2 separate regions of the Rattus norvegicus genome follow, and region 2 is linked to region 1. Evidence: chromatin contacts called from public Hi-C data. All regions are on one chromosome and are shown on one strand. The core of a region is the stretch at or near the end of the contact, and the rest is flanking DNA. Distances in the headings are between cores, read along the strand shown.

Evidence for each region. Hi-C and Micro-C count contacts between places; a contact is called where the count stands out from the background.
Region 2: a contact with region 1 is called in a Hi-C map of Schwann cells, with 7 times the contacts expected there. The contact joins the promoter of Fzd1 here to the enhancer-like site in region 1. A contact is called at or near these places in 5 of 12 Hi-C or Micro-C datasets (the A7r5 cell line, Schwann cells, frontal cortex and 2 more) and 1 of 1 datasets of contacts at active chromatin or transcription factors (oligodendrocytes).

Annotation. Positions count from the first base shown.
Region 1 is chr4:30,100,273-30,107,254 of GRCr8, reverse strand. The region is part of intron 12 of Cdk14 (cyclin-dependent kinase 14); the gene reads right to left. Among named protein-coding and RNA genes, the nearest start is that of Speer4cl3, 53 kb to the right of the region's middle. Within about 2 kb of position 4,419, at least 7 of the 93 cell types and tissues checked have an H3K27ac peak or open chromatin away from gene starts, as enhancers often do. A contact at or near this core is called in the A7r5 cell line and Schwann cells, where this site is marked.
Region 2 is chr4:30,260,811-30,267,792 of GRCr8, reverse strand. It overlaps Fzd1 (frizzled class receptor 1), which reads right to left and starts at 2,719. Exons shown (of 1, transcript NM_021266.3): 1 at 1-2,719. The coding sequence starts at 2,307. The coding sequence ends at 379.

The DNA.
Region 1 (6,982 bases), core at 3,170-5,669:
AAAACAAAAAAAGGACTAGAAAGTAATTTATGTATATAAGACATTTTATACATTGTTGTTGGTAAAGACTCAGAATCTACTAATAAAATCATTAGCCTGATAAATAAAAGAAACCAATTTCGGGATTAGTGCCTAAGGGTGTGGACTTGGCCCAGTGTCTGAAGAGAAAGCCTTGGCCAACAGTGGGGACAGAGACAGCAAAGCCGTGCTCCCAGGCATGACTCTCTGTGCTGCAAGAGATAAGTCAACTGCCCTCTGCATTCTCAACATCTGAAACAAAGACAATTACTTTCCGTTTTATGGACAGATCAAGTGTGGACACCCAGGACCTTGAAGTCACCCGTTCTTTTTGTGCATTCAGAACACCATAGGGGAAAAATCTACTAGACATTTGAACCTGGTAGCAGTGATTTGTCTGTGAGTTTCTTTCAGTCTAATTGGGAAAACTGTCTGGAAGATGTGCTTCAGGATTTAGGATAAATCACAGTTTTTCATTAATTATGTACAATGCTATTTGTTAACATATCACTCTTAGGAAGGAACTGATGGGGGAGACTGGAATCCTGCTTCTGCACAAGGATTTATAAGGAAAACAAAATGGTGCTCAAGCAGCACACTGTGCTCCCCTGGGAAGGCTAAGGGCGTTTGAGCTGCCTGGGGACCTGTAGGGAAGCAGCAACCATGTTCCAGAAAAAAAAATGTTTACTGGGAAAGGCAAGGAGCACCGAGAAGCACAATGGGAAGTGACCAGGATATGTGGGGCTAGGGGTGTTAAGGCACTGGGTACTTTGCAGTCCAGTCTTTAACAGCAGAGCTCAGAGAGATTCGTGAGCTTCCTTCTGAAGGTCACGAGGTTCCCAGAGGATCTAAGGCCAGAGCTGGGCTGGAGGCCATCAATGATGATCTTGGCTCCAGGCAGTTTCTTGTCATTCATGCCCCAAAAAACGTGCATCCTTCTGTCTTCTCTGCTCACTCTTGGTTCCTATTAATGACAGTTGTTGACTACATCTTCTCAGGCGTGTGGAACCACCAGGCACACATGGCGGACACCCACATCAACATGGACAGCTTCCGTAACTGAACTCTCATTGTAAGTGGGAGACGAGCCCTGAGAAACTCCATTGGAGAGGCCCCCTAATGAGGAGGTCATCTCGTTTTACCACAGCCTATTAGGGTGGTGTAGGGGCCAGTGATGGCAAAGGATAGCACTGCTGTTTAAAATCATCTGTCTCCAGATTTTTCATCATTTTGAGGCAGAAAATTCACTAAATTCATAAACATTTCCTCATCAACAAAAGAAGTATGCAAAGTGGTAAGGAAAGGGATCAAATTATGGAGCTTTTAAATAATGCAGTTTAAAAACATCTGCGTTTCTGCTTATGCATGACATTAAAAAGTGGTAATTTTCAGCACTCTGGAGCTTGAATATGAATACATGTGTTCAGGTGGTGGAGCGAGAGGGCCTGTACTCGATTTAGGAAGTTCATTTGGAAAATAGAGCCGTCTCCTATGGCCTCTCCTATGTGGCGAGCAGGAAGCTGGCTTCTGCCATGTTTTCTGAGCAGAGCGAGGGGAGATCAAGGGGATCAGAACAACAGCAGAGAGGTGAATCCTTCAGGGAGTTCAAAAAGGGTAGAGAACTGTGCGTCTAACCCCTACCAGTTCCCAACAGAAGAGAGAGAGAGGCAGAGAACACAGGAAGGAGAAAGGAAGAGACACTGGCAATAGGCGAGCCTCTTAGGAGGGAACAGCATGGTGTCTGCAGCAGGAAGAGGTGGGGGAGGGACGTCTTCTTGATTCTCTTTGATACTCTTCCCCTGCAGATTTACTGCACTCTAGAGCTACTGCCTTCTCAGAGTGTTTATAAGTATATACATTATATATGTATACATATATGCTTGATATATGTATATATTATATACTTGATATATACTTATATGTGTATGTATACAGTGCATACATAATATATATGTGGTACACACACACGCACACACACATGCACACACTCGTGCGAGTGCACGCACACCACGCATATATACACCAAGGAAGATCTCCAGATATCTAGGTGTAAAATGCAATGTCTTTCAGACATCATTGGATAAGCCTGGTCCAAGTTTGATGAGTGAATACTTCACATAGAGATTCACGACTTTGTTGGTGAGTGCGGTAGCCACGAACTACATGTGACTCTTTACATATCGATCAAGTCAATTCAAATTAAGTTGAAGTTGAGCTCTCAAGGAAGCATACAGTCTAATGGTTCCAACCGTGGGTACTGCTGATGTCTGTATTAGACGTGTCAAGTCAAACTTGCAGTTATTACCAGGCTTCCTGAGCATAATCTCATTTAAAACTCTGTGCTAAGAACAGACAGCGATCCCTTCCTCATGCATAATTTTGAACGTATCTGCTCTGAAGCAGGCAAAGTGGATTATGTCTGAGCTAGCTAGGGCTGGGCTTGCCCTGTCTCACCCATGGCTCATGACAGCATAGGGAATCCTTTACCGCCATGGAAACAGGATGGCTTCCTAGGATACCCTGTTACTTACTAATTGCCTCAAGACTGTCAGGATGCTACTTTCCACTGTGGGTAGACTTTACCACTGACCAAGGCTATGGCCCTTACAGCAGAGAGAGAAAGCTGGTCTATATGTGATTTTTGCCTTCTGTAATTCAGTGCAGAGGAATGTGCTAGAGACACTCAGATCTCTGCCTCCCAGAAGTGTGAGATAACATTTTTAGACAACATGCTTGGTCCATTGGTACAGTGGTCAGAGAATACAGTGCCCACTGCATGTTGGCAGAAGCAGAACCGCCCTGTTGGAATCTGTTCAGGACACAGTTCAAAAGAGGCCTCTCCTGGCAGCCTACCTGCCCCTGGGAGCTCTGGGCTGCTTCAGAAACTGCTGCTGCGTTTTCCTCCTTAATGAGCTGCCCAGCAGAAGGATGGCATTAACCACACCAGAAGCCTGTGTACTTTTGGATGAAGAGGCCAAAACGTAATCCAAAGGATGAAAAACAATGACTGTTGCCAACTCCCAAGCCTGGCGCGCACTGCCAATTAGCAAGAGAGAAGGTGGCTATTTCCTGTCCATCAGAAGAACAAAACCTGTCACCTGACATACAGCCAACAGCATGGGGCCTGCCCTCAGCCACCACCAGGAACTGTTAATGACAATGGATTTTTGCTACCCTAAGTAAAGGGACAAGAAATCTGGCTATGACACAGAATAAAATAATGGTATGAGTCCCTCAGGGCAGTGAGAGCTGTGGAGTAGGTAAGGAGTCTGACTTGCAGGAAGTGAGTGGGCGACTGGCAGAGCTGTCCCTGGAACTTAGTTGTAAATGCAACATTCCTCTCACAACAGGACACTCCCCAATAACGCTACGAAGAAGGCATGGGCTGGAGGGCTGTGTTCAGAAACCCAAAGACATATTCTTTTTCTATGGAGGATTGAAATCAGGTTTCCGCTCACTCCTGCGCTTCCTGCTGAATGAGAGCCCAGACACAGGATGTCAGCGTTGGAAGATTCTGCCAAGAACAAATGGAACCTGGTTATTTCTAAGTATGTGACAATTCGACTCCTTTCACAAGACTCACAGGGATACTTCCCAAGCTGTAAATTTTCAATTGCATTGATCAGTCACCTCTCACCCTGTCTTCACATTGCTATTTCCGATTGATCAGTAATCGGAAAACCCTTCAGCTATTCCTTCGTCACGGAACGTGCCCCAGCTGTGCTTTCATACTCCCTAATTCCACCTGGTTCTGGAAGTTCTAGGCCACCTTTCGGGACCCACACAACACCTCTTATTTTTGACCCTCTCGCCTTTCTTCTCAGGACTCCCTGCCCGCAAACTCCTAGGTGCCAAGGGGTTTACTGTATCTGCCTAACGCACACCCGTACAATGCTTTAAGGAACCAAACTAACGATTCATTATTATGAAAACAAATGTCCCCAGGAACTGTTCTAGCTAGTGTTTGAGCAAGAAGGGGAGCTCTTGGGCCTTGAAACTATACCATTTATGTATGTCCAAGACCAAACGTGAGAGCTGTTTGCTCACACGTTGAAAGTGACATTTTCAAGGGAGCGGAGTGTGGTGAGGAACCACACTCCACATGTCCTTCTATTGCTGCATTCAAATATGCAGAAATGGGCACAGTCATCCTCAAATTATGAGAGGATGTGATTCCAAAATGTGGGCTTTAGACCTGATCATCCCACACCCTCCGAAAGCCAATCAATGATGCAGAGAATAATTTTCTTGAAAAATATTATGAAGGGAACTCTCCAGGCACCAAATAAATTAAAATCGCTACTTTGAAGTAAATAGAATTATGACAAAAGTCATCAACAGTGAACAAAATGCACAAGTGGAGGACTTTGAGAGCTAGCTGACTCAACTGCTCCCCCTAGTGTATAGACTGTGTTCTTACCTTTTTCACACTGCTATGCTGGCCAAGAAATGTCAAACTCTAACCTACTTAGTTCACAGCATATTGCTTTGTTAGGTAATTCTAAATCAACTTCGAACGTGGCAGAGTGGGGAAGATGATCTTTATGCTTCGTGAGAAGGTGCAGGTTTAAATCTTAATGATCCATGTCAGATACCCTAATGGCAAGAAAAACAGTAGAGTGCCTCTAACATAAATATACAAAGGGAAAGACCGTTCCTCCAAACATTACTTCCTACATCATGCTTTAATGCACTTATAGTACAACTGTTTAGCAGGTCATCTTTAAAATGCGTTCTGGAGGTTAAACGTCAAATTGGATAAAATATTCAAGGAAAGCTCAAAACCACAAAATTTGGCTATTTCTAAAATTTCCAAATCAGGGCTTATGGCTCCGTTAGGATGTAGAAACACAGCAGGGAAATGTTTCCTTTTCTATTTTTTCATGCTCGAAGGTAGCCTCACCATGGCCTTGGTATTCACTGTGCATTTACAAATACCAACTATACACATTCTTAGGGAAAAATCCGGTTTGCTTAATGAGCACACGGATCGCTTGCAGGACCAGCACTTTAGGAGAAGGGCTGGGAGAGCCTGGCCTGACCCCATTCAATGTGCGTGGGCCTTGTTTGCCCAGCCATGAGCTGTATTTTCCAGATGTGTCTTCTTTGACTTAGTGGTTTATCCTTAGTTCTCATTTCAAAACTTTCAAAGCTCCCAACGTGCTCAGCTGTTAAGAAGTTCCAAAGCAAGCAAAAGCAAGCAAATATGTTCTTGGAATCTCACCCTTCGCTTTGCTGGAGAATGTATACTAAGGATTCTTCTCCAGCCAGAATCATAAAAGATCTTTTAAGTGGCTCAAATTCTTGGTGGATTGCACATACATGCTAATGTCAGACAACTAAAAATAGGGAGATTTACAAGAGAAATAGCACGAGTCTTCATACTCCAGCGAAATAAAATGGCCTATTTAGAGGCAGTTAAAACACAGGACATATGTTTATGAAATTCAGATTTATCTCCATTTAGCCCCTGATCCCCTTTATGCGGGAAAAGCTTCCTGGATCATGCATTGTTAGTGTGAGGGAACAAGGGGGCTTACTTTAATGGTGATCATTATTCTTAAACCAATATTATTTTTCTTTATATCAGGCTTTTCAGTTTGGATATTTATTCCATCTCTTTCTATCTTCTTCTATCACTACTCTGTTATTATAGAATATATATATGTATATATATATATATATATATATATATATATATCAGAAGGTAAAATCATGCTCGTGGTTACTGATATAATTAAGATCAGCTGAGTTTTCCTGCTGGCATGAGCTAGAGCAGATGCAGTTCCCAAGTAGACTGGATGATTTGATAACCACTTAGATTGAAGGTTCTCTAGCTTGAGAACCCCCCATACTCTTTGACAGGCTAACACCCCCAGTAGCTTCCACAGCTTGGATAATGCTGCTTTTAAAGAGATTATTACTTAATTTTGAGCTTTAACTTTTAAAAATATCATTACTTAATTTTGTACCTCCATTAACGGCAACCTATTTTGGGGGTTAGCTCATCATCACATATACGCCAAATAAACTGAATTGTAGGAAACTATTTTGAATCCATTACTACAATGTAAGAGAATTCAGCAACTGCTTCAGTTTATTAACTTCTACAAATTAAAAAAAAACTACAAGGTATAAATGGTCATTATCTGCAAAATGCACTGTACAAAGTGATTGGATTTCAGAGTTTTATTAAAATGCACCATTACTTGACCCTATACACCTCCATTATCCTTTACTGTCTTACCCAGACAGTACAGTCCTCTCTTCTTCCTCAAGAGTCCCACTTCCATGCCATTCACACGCTCATGTGCATGTATAAAATCTAGATTCTGTACATAACAGAAAACACACCATATTGGTATTTCTGATTTTAGCATATTTTGTTTAGTTTGATGGTTTCCAGTCCACCCATCTTCCTGCAACAGGACTAAGACAGAATGCAGCCTCAGAGGGTGTGCCTGCTGGGAATGGACATTTTACCTGGTGAAAACAACGAACGTAAGATGCAGCTATACTGCCCCTGGGAAGACATCAGTAGCATCTATATCAGCTCACTCTAGAGATACTCAGCTGAGATTAGCATAGCATGGTCATAATAGCTAATTTAAACTGACCTTGGTGTCCATCAACATGTGGAGAGAAAGAAAAGGTCGGTATGCAAATAGAATGGAGCTTTAATTAGCCGTGAAAAACGAAAAGGATAAATGAGGAAAATATCATGAAATTCATCACCTTGCACAGTGAACGAATCCTAATAATTAAAACAAACTGCATGCATTATTTTTGAAAGCTTTGTAGTAGGAAAAGTGATCACAACAGTCATTTTTCTAAAGACATGATTAATTTTAAAAAATGGTTTAAATCCTTCAAATTCCTGCAGAACATAACAGAGTCATCCTAAGAGTTTCTCGCTATCGGCTGCCCACCATCTCGGCCGACAGCATTGATCAAAAGCATTCTT
Region 2 (6,982 bases), core at 1,470-3,969, 160 kb before region 1:
TGCTTAAATCGCCCTAAATAATTAAACATTTTTAAAAAGAAAAAACGCGTATTCGATAATATTTAAATACAAATATACGTACAAAAATCTTACACAGGTTATTTACAATCATAAAAGGGTACAGTCCTAGTATCGGAGCGAGGGCTAGAGAGGTCTGTCCACACAAACAAACCCCTCTAGCAGTTGGGCCCTCTCGTTCCTTTACCCCAGGGACGGAAGCTTTTGCAGAACCTGTGCTGTTTGTTGAAAAAGGAGCCTGCAAAAGTGTGTGTCTGGCGAGGAAGCCTGGAGTGACTAGGCTTGGCAGGAATTCCTTGGAGCTAGCTTTCAGGCGATAGCTGGGATCCGGCCAGAAAAGGGCAGGTAAGATTCTGGGTTTCAGACGGTAGTCTCCCCCTGTTTGCTGTTGGTAAGCCTCGTGTAGAACTTCCTCCAGGAATTCAGTGTCTTGCCGGACCAGATCCAGAAGCCTGATGTGATGCCCACAATTAGCGTCATGAGATACTTGATCATGAAGACTGTAAAGTCGGGGCTCATGGGTGGGTGTGGTGGGACGCCTCCACCTCCTTGGAGGTGAGGGCAAGGGATGGCATAACTCTTGCAGCTCTGGGCCACCCAGCTGCGCTCCCACTGGTCCCGAAAGGCCTGCTCATAGAAGTAGCAGGCGATGACGATGGTGGCCGGCACGGTGTAGAGCACACTGAAGACTCCGATGCGCACCATGAGCTTTTCCAGTTTCTCTGTCTTGGTGCCGTCATGCTTCATGATGGTGCGGATGCGGAAGAGCGACACGAAACCAGCCAGCAGGAAAGAGGTGCCGATGAACAGATAGACGAAGAGCGGCGCCAGCACAAAGCCCCGCAGAGCATCCACGTTATTGAGCCCCACAAAACACACTCCACTCAGTACGTCGCCATCCACTTGGCCCAGCGCCAGGATGGTTATAGTTTTAATGGCTGGTACAGCCCAGGCGGCTAGGTGAAAATATTGTGAGTTGGCCTCGATGGCTTCGTGGCCCCACTTCATGCCGGCTGCCAGGAACCAGGTGAGGGACAGGATTACCCACCAGATGGAGCTGGCCATGCTGAAGAAGTAGAGCATCATAAAGAGGATGGTGCACCCCTCCTTCTTAGTGCCCTGCGCCACCGTGCGCGCCCCGTCCTCTGCAAACTTGTCGTTGCACACCACCCGGTCCTCCAACAGAAAGCCGGCGATATAGGCCACCGCCACCGCTGTGTAACAGCCGGACAGGAAAATAATGGGCCGCTCCGGGTAGCTGAAGCGCCGCATGTCTACTAGGTACGTGAGCACCGTGAAGAGCGTGGAGGCGCAGCACAGCACCGACCAGATGCCTATCCAGGTGCGCGAAAAGCGCAACTCCTCAGGCCCGAAGTACATGAGCCCGTATACTTTAGTGGGTTCGCAGGGCGCGCCGCAGTCCTTCTCCCCCAGAAAGTGATAGTTGAGGTAGGAAGGCACCCTGAGGGCGCGCGGGCAGGAGAACTTTCCCCGCTCCACGGGGCCGGCACCTCCCGGGTAGCCGCCGCGGTAACCACCGCCGCCGTGCTGCGGATTGCTGGTCCAGAACTCCGGCAGCAAGGAGGGAGTCGGGGTGCCTTTGTCGGAAGTGTTCTGGCCCACGCACAGCTCTCCTGCGCCGTGCACAGGGAACTTCTCGCACTTGAGCGTGTCTGGCCACTGGAAGCCGAACTTGTTCATGAGTGCCTCGCAGCCCTGGCGCGCGCGCTCGCACAGGGAGCGGCAGGGCGGCAGCGCCTGCTCCAGTACGGTGCACACAGGCGCGTACATGGAGCACAGGAAGAACTTGAGCTCGGCTGAGCACTGCACCTTCACCAACGGGTAGAACTGGTGCACCTCCAGGCCGGCGTCCTCCTGATTCGTGTGGCCCAGCAGGTTGGGCATGATGGTCTGATTGTACGCGATGTCCGTGCACAGCGGGATGGAGATGGGCTGACAGTAGCCGTGGTCCGGGATGGAGATGCCCCGTTCGCCGTTGTACTGCTGCCCGCCCTGCTGTGGCTGGGGCGGCGGCGGAGCTTGCTGGCCCGGCCCGGATACCTGGCCCGCCGCCTGCGCTCGGACCCCCAAAAGCAGAGGAGCCTCCAGCAGCCAAAGAAGCAGCAGTAGCCCTCTAGCCCAGCACCGGGAGTCAGCCCGGGGCCGGCGGTGGCCAGCCGTGTCCTGGTGCCCCACCTCCTCCCGCCGGCCGGGGAGTGCTACGGCACAAAGTTCCAAGCTCGGCCGGCCGGCGGCCCGGGACTCGCTAGGCACCGCCTCCTCAGCCATACTTTTTCGGCTCCCTCCTCGGCGCCGGTCGGCTAGGGCAGGCAGCGGCGTGGCGGGTGGCAGTTCCCACTGTGTTCGGGGAGATCTGGTTCTCGCCCGTGCCCTCCGTCGGGCTAAAGCCGCGCTCTGCCCGCTCCCCGGGATTCTGCTCCGCGTCCCGCAGCCGCCGCCGCCGCCGCGGAAACTTGCGGTTCATGAAGCGCGGGCGGCGAGGAGAGCAGGAGTGGTCTGGGCGCGCCGGGGTCGCGTCCCTCTTTCCCGGCCCGCGGCGGGCTGTGGCTCTTGCCCGGCAGCGCCTTGCTAGTGGCCGCAGCCCCGCAGAGGAGCGCGCAACTCTGGGCAGCCTAGCCGCCCCGGGTCCCCCCTGCGCCTCCGCCTCCTCCTCCGCCGCCGCCGCCAGACCATTTGTGTCAATCCCTCAACTCGCAGCCTCTCCTCTCCCTCGCGCGCCCTCCAACCGGTTTCTAGGCGCCCCGCAGTCTGTCTTTCACCGGGAGGGAGGAGCCTTGAAACCGACGCTGAGCTCTAGGCTCAGGGACCGTCGCCCAATCGCAGCACCCGCTTCACAGCGCAAAGGGAGCCCTTTCCCTCCGAGCCCGGACTGGAGCCCGCAGCAGACAGGAGGAGAAGGAAGTAGTGGTGGTGGTGGCAGAAGCTATGAGCAGGCACAAAGAGTAGCTAGCTCTGAAGCGGGACAGGCTTGGTCGCTTTTGCTTTTGCGGAAGAAAAGGCGAGGACAAGTAAGAGAATGGTCCCATATGCTGCAGGAGATAATGAAGCGGAGTCAGCCGGCCGGGAGATTTAACTCTGTCTTGCTTTTTATCTGTGTTAGTATTTTAAAATCCTACCCTCGACTCTGGCCACAGGCAGCTACTCTGAGCTCTGCTCTCCGAATGCATGCCCCTGACCTGAGAGTCGGGTTTCCTTTGAGTTTAAGTCTGTCGAAGTTTTGTTTAAACTGTGACTCCAATAAAACCTTGGCCTTGGAGGATTTTGGACGCGCCATTTCCCCGGTTCGCTATCAAATGAAAGCAAAACACAAAGTTTGGTGGGGTGTAAAATGTAAACCCAGACGCCCCTTCTTTGAGTAGTATGCTTCGTGTAGTCAAACTTTTCCCCTTCTCTTTAATGGAGTCAGAAACAGAAGTAAAGTAAATGTATCCATTAAATGCTAGAGGAAAATGGCTTGAGGTGCCCCAGGGTGATTCACAGGAGCTGTGCATCCAGACAGGAGGAGCTTCTGAACGCAGGGTCTGGTGGGAACTTGAGACCTGGGTCATTAAGTACCTCTTCCATGGAAGTCGTCAAAGCTGGAGGTATTAGTTTGAAAGACAAAACATACTACCAAAAGTGAGTCCAAAAGGCCAATTTCACTCCTTCAACTCAAAACAGAATAACCATTCTCAGCAGATACACATGCTTGTTTCTTGCAAGATTATTTCAAAGAACTTGTGAGAGTCGGATTTATCAATAAAGTGCTATTATGTTTTATTAATTCTATCAAGATTTTCCACTTTGATTAGACTTATCTCGGGAGACTGTTCCCCAATTATTTTCTATCTTCTTTTATCATTAAATGCTTACCCAACATCCATGATGCAGTGAGCACTGTCTCAGGAAACAGGGGACACAGAGGAAGCCCTGGCACATATTTAAAGGAGGGCATAGTACAGCGGGCACAGGAATGTAACCAGTGATGGCAATGTCCACCCATGTTCAAAAGGACACAAGGGAAACAAAAGGCCAACTAACACCGCAGATGAGGAGTGGGAGGGGTCATCGGAGAGATAGATGTGAAATGCAAAAGAAAGACGCAAAAAACAAACAAACAAAACGCTCAAGTTTCTGAGGGTCAGGCAAGATGAGTATGGGGAATGCTCTGGGCATGAAAGGAAAGAAAAGTCTCTTTAGCTGGTATTAAATAGCAGGAGCCAAACTGTTCAAACAATAGAGAGCTATTGCCGGTGGCTCTCCCCCAACAGAAGCAGGAAGTGGTTCCAAGGCAACTGAAAGAGGGAGCAGGGCTCAAGCTCTCATGGAGACACACCAACATTACTGTGCACTGTATAGATCACCACTCAAGATGAGGCTTGTCTACATCCCGGCAGGCCCTGTGAAACTTGTTGCCATGTTGGTGTCCGAGGGAGCCTGAAGCCATACCAATAACTAGTAAAGCAGAATGGCATCTGTTTGTCTCCTGGATACATTCTCTCTCTCTCTCTCTCTCTCTCTCTCTCTCTCTCTCTCTCTCTCTCTCTCTTTTAAATGTTCGTAGAAGCTGTGATGTTCATGGTAAAGTTTGTTTTGAGTCTTGGCATAAATGTTACTGTCCTCCTGCCTCAGCCTTCTGAATAGCTGGGACTGCAGTCACACATCACTATGTCTGGCTTGTTTTAAAATATTTCTGTGCATTATGAGTTCTTTCACGTCCTCAAACATTCATCGGTTTTCTATCCAGTATGTTTTCTTTTATAGCTCATAACGAGGAGAATCTGACTATAAATAGTTAGTAAGATCATTATGTTCAGTTACACAAAATTGTGCTGGAGCGAAGTAATCTGACAAGTGTCAACTGCCTGTTCATGCACGATGTTCCCTTTTATTTTAAATGCACCTGCAAACTCATGGGGCAAAACCACCGGATTTAAATGATAAACAAACAAACAAACAAAAAACCCCTTTTAGATTTTGCACTTCTCTTTAATTGCACGCACACGAAAACCTCATCCAGGTAGAAAACTGTATGGGTGTGTATCAATGTCTTTTCTGTTGCTGTGATAAAACGTAATGTCTCGGGAGACTCATAAAACAGTTTAATTTGTCTTACGGTTGCACACCATCAAAGTATCATTACATCAGCTGTGAGAAGGAGGATGCTCAGAGCTCCTGTCCTCGACCTGCAGCATGGGCCAGGAGTGGGAACTAGAGATGGCATGTGGATGTAAATGCTCAAGGCCACCTCCAGTGACATATTTCCTCCACCAGGGCACCAGGTCTTAAATCTTCCCAAATGATACAATCAACTTAGAAGGACTGATTTCTCCAACGGCAAACATATCATCTTGTTTTCTCTTACATGAATCAAGCCATGCTAAGGAACAGCTGTCAGTCAGCCTTTAAATGCCTCAACACGGCTGTTACAGGAGTGAATGCTTGCACAAGAAAAACATTCGTGAGTAAAGATTGATTTGTTTGACGATTCGTTTAATTTTAATTATGTGCTGTCAGTGTATTTTTACATGGCTTTGTGCACGTACATGCAGGTTCCGAAGAACCCCTTCGGTAGTCTTGGAGCAGGAAATTACAGGGTGTCATAAAGAACCCTGACCCTTGGTCCTAGAAATAAACTTGTCTTAAATGTTAAATAAATAAATAAATAAATAAATAAATAAATAAATAAATAAATAAATAGTTTCTGAAGGAAAAAATTTAAATTACTAGTTTTGTTTTTTGGGGTTTTGTTTTGTTTTTGTTTTTGAACAACAGGTAGTAAGTGTACAATAGGGCAACAGATGTTGTGGAGGTGTTGAATGTAACTTGTGACACATTTTAATAGTGGAAAGAAGGTGAGGTCCTCTCTGGGGTCTTTTGAATGCTTATATTAATTATTCGTTTTGCCTTCCTAATAGCATCCTACAGTCCATAGGCTCCCAGGGACAACTTCTAGCACCGTCCACTCTGATACTCAACTCCTCTCTGTTAGCAGCACCCTCCTCTTGGGCTCTTTCCTAAGCCACCCCTCTCTCTTCTTAGACTTCTCTTATAAGGACATATCTGCCTTGTGCTTCATTCTCTAAAGGTCCTTTAGCTGACCGTGCTAGGTGAAAAGGGAATTTATTCAAATATGTTAACACCCATGAAGCATCCCTGGGCATTTACCACCGATGTCAGAGCAGCCCCAGCTTCGCCTTCTCCTCAAAATGACAGAGTAAAAGACAGAGGAGTACAGAAGGCTTGGTTGTGCTTCAGAGTGAGGGACTGCTTTCTGTTTCAGAAGTTGTTCTTGTGAACTTTCTGGACTTTTACCTCCCACCTAGGGATGTGATGAGATTAGCTGAAAAGGAGGATAAGAATGGCAACCACAGCTTTTCTCCGCAGGGAAAACCAGAGGTTCTTATATCTGGAACCCAGGGCTGCTGTCAAGGCAAACATACCATCTAGGAACTAGGTTTTTTGTTTGTTTGTTTGGTTGGTTTTTTTGTTTTTTTGTTTGTTTGTTTGTTTTTTTTGCCAGGTTACAACTAAGACTACTAGGTTTAGATATGTCAAGGGATGTGCCTGCTTCAGGTGGATGGCTTGTTTGGCTTGGGTTTCGTCAGTTGCCGTAGTATTCCACATAGCTATTTCTTGGCATTATTTTTAAAGCCAGTTTTCTATAGATTCTTTCCCAAAATAGATCACACTGGAAAGAAAGACCATGTAAATTTTGAAAAGGAATGATTTTCTGACAGTTGTCTTTCAATATGAAGTTCACTAAAGTATATTTCCTTTTTATTTGTTGTGCCAATACACCGTTTCGTTTATTAAGTAGATGTGACACAGAAAAAAAAATGTCACTTAAGTAAATTAAATAAATAAAATGCTTGAAGAAAACAAGCAACCAATAAGTGGCGAACCATGGCTACCAGCACCAGCTCATGTTATAAAAGAAGTCCTTAGGGGTGGTACAGACAGC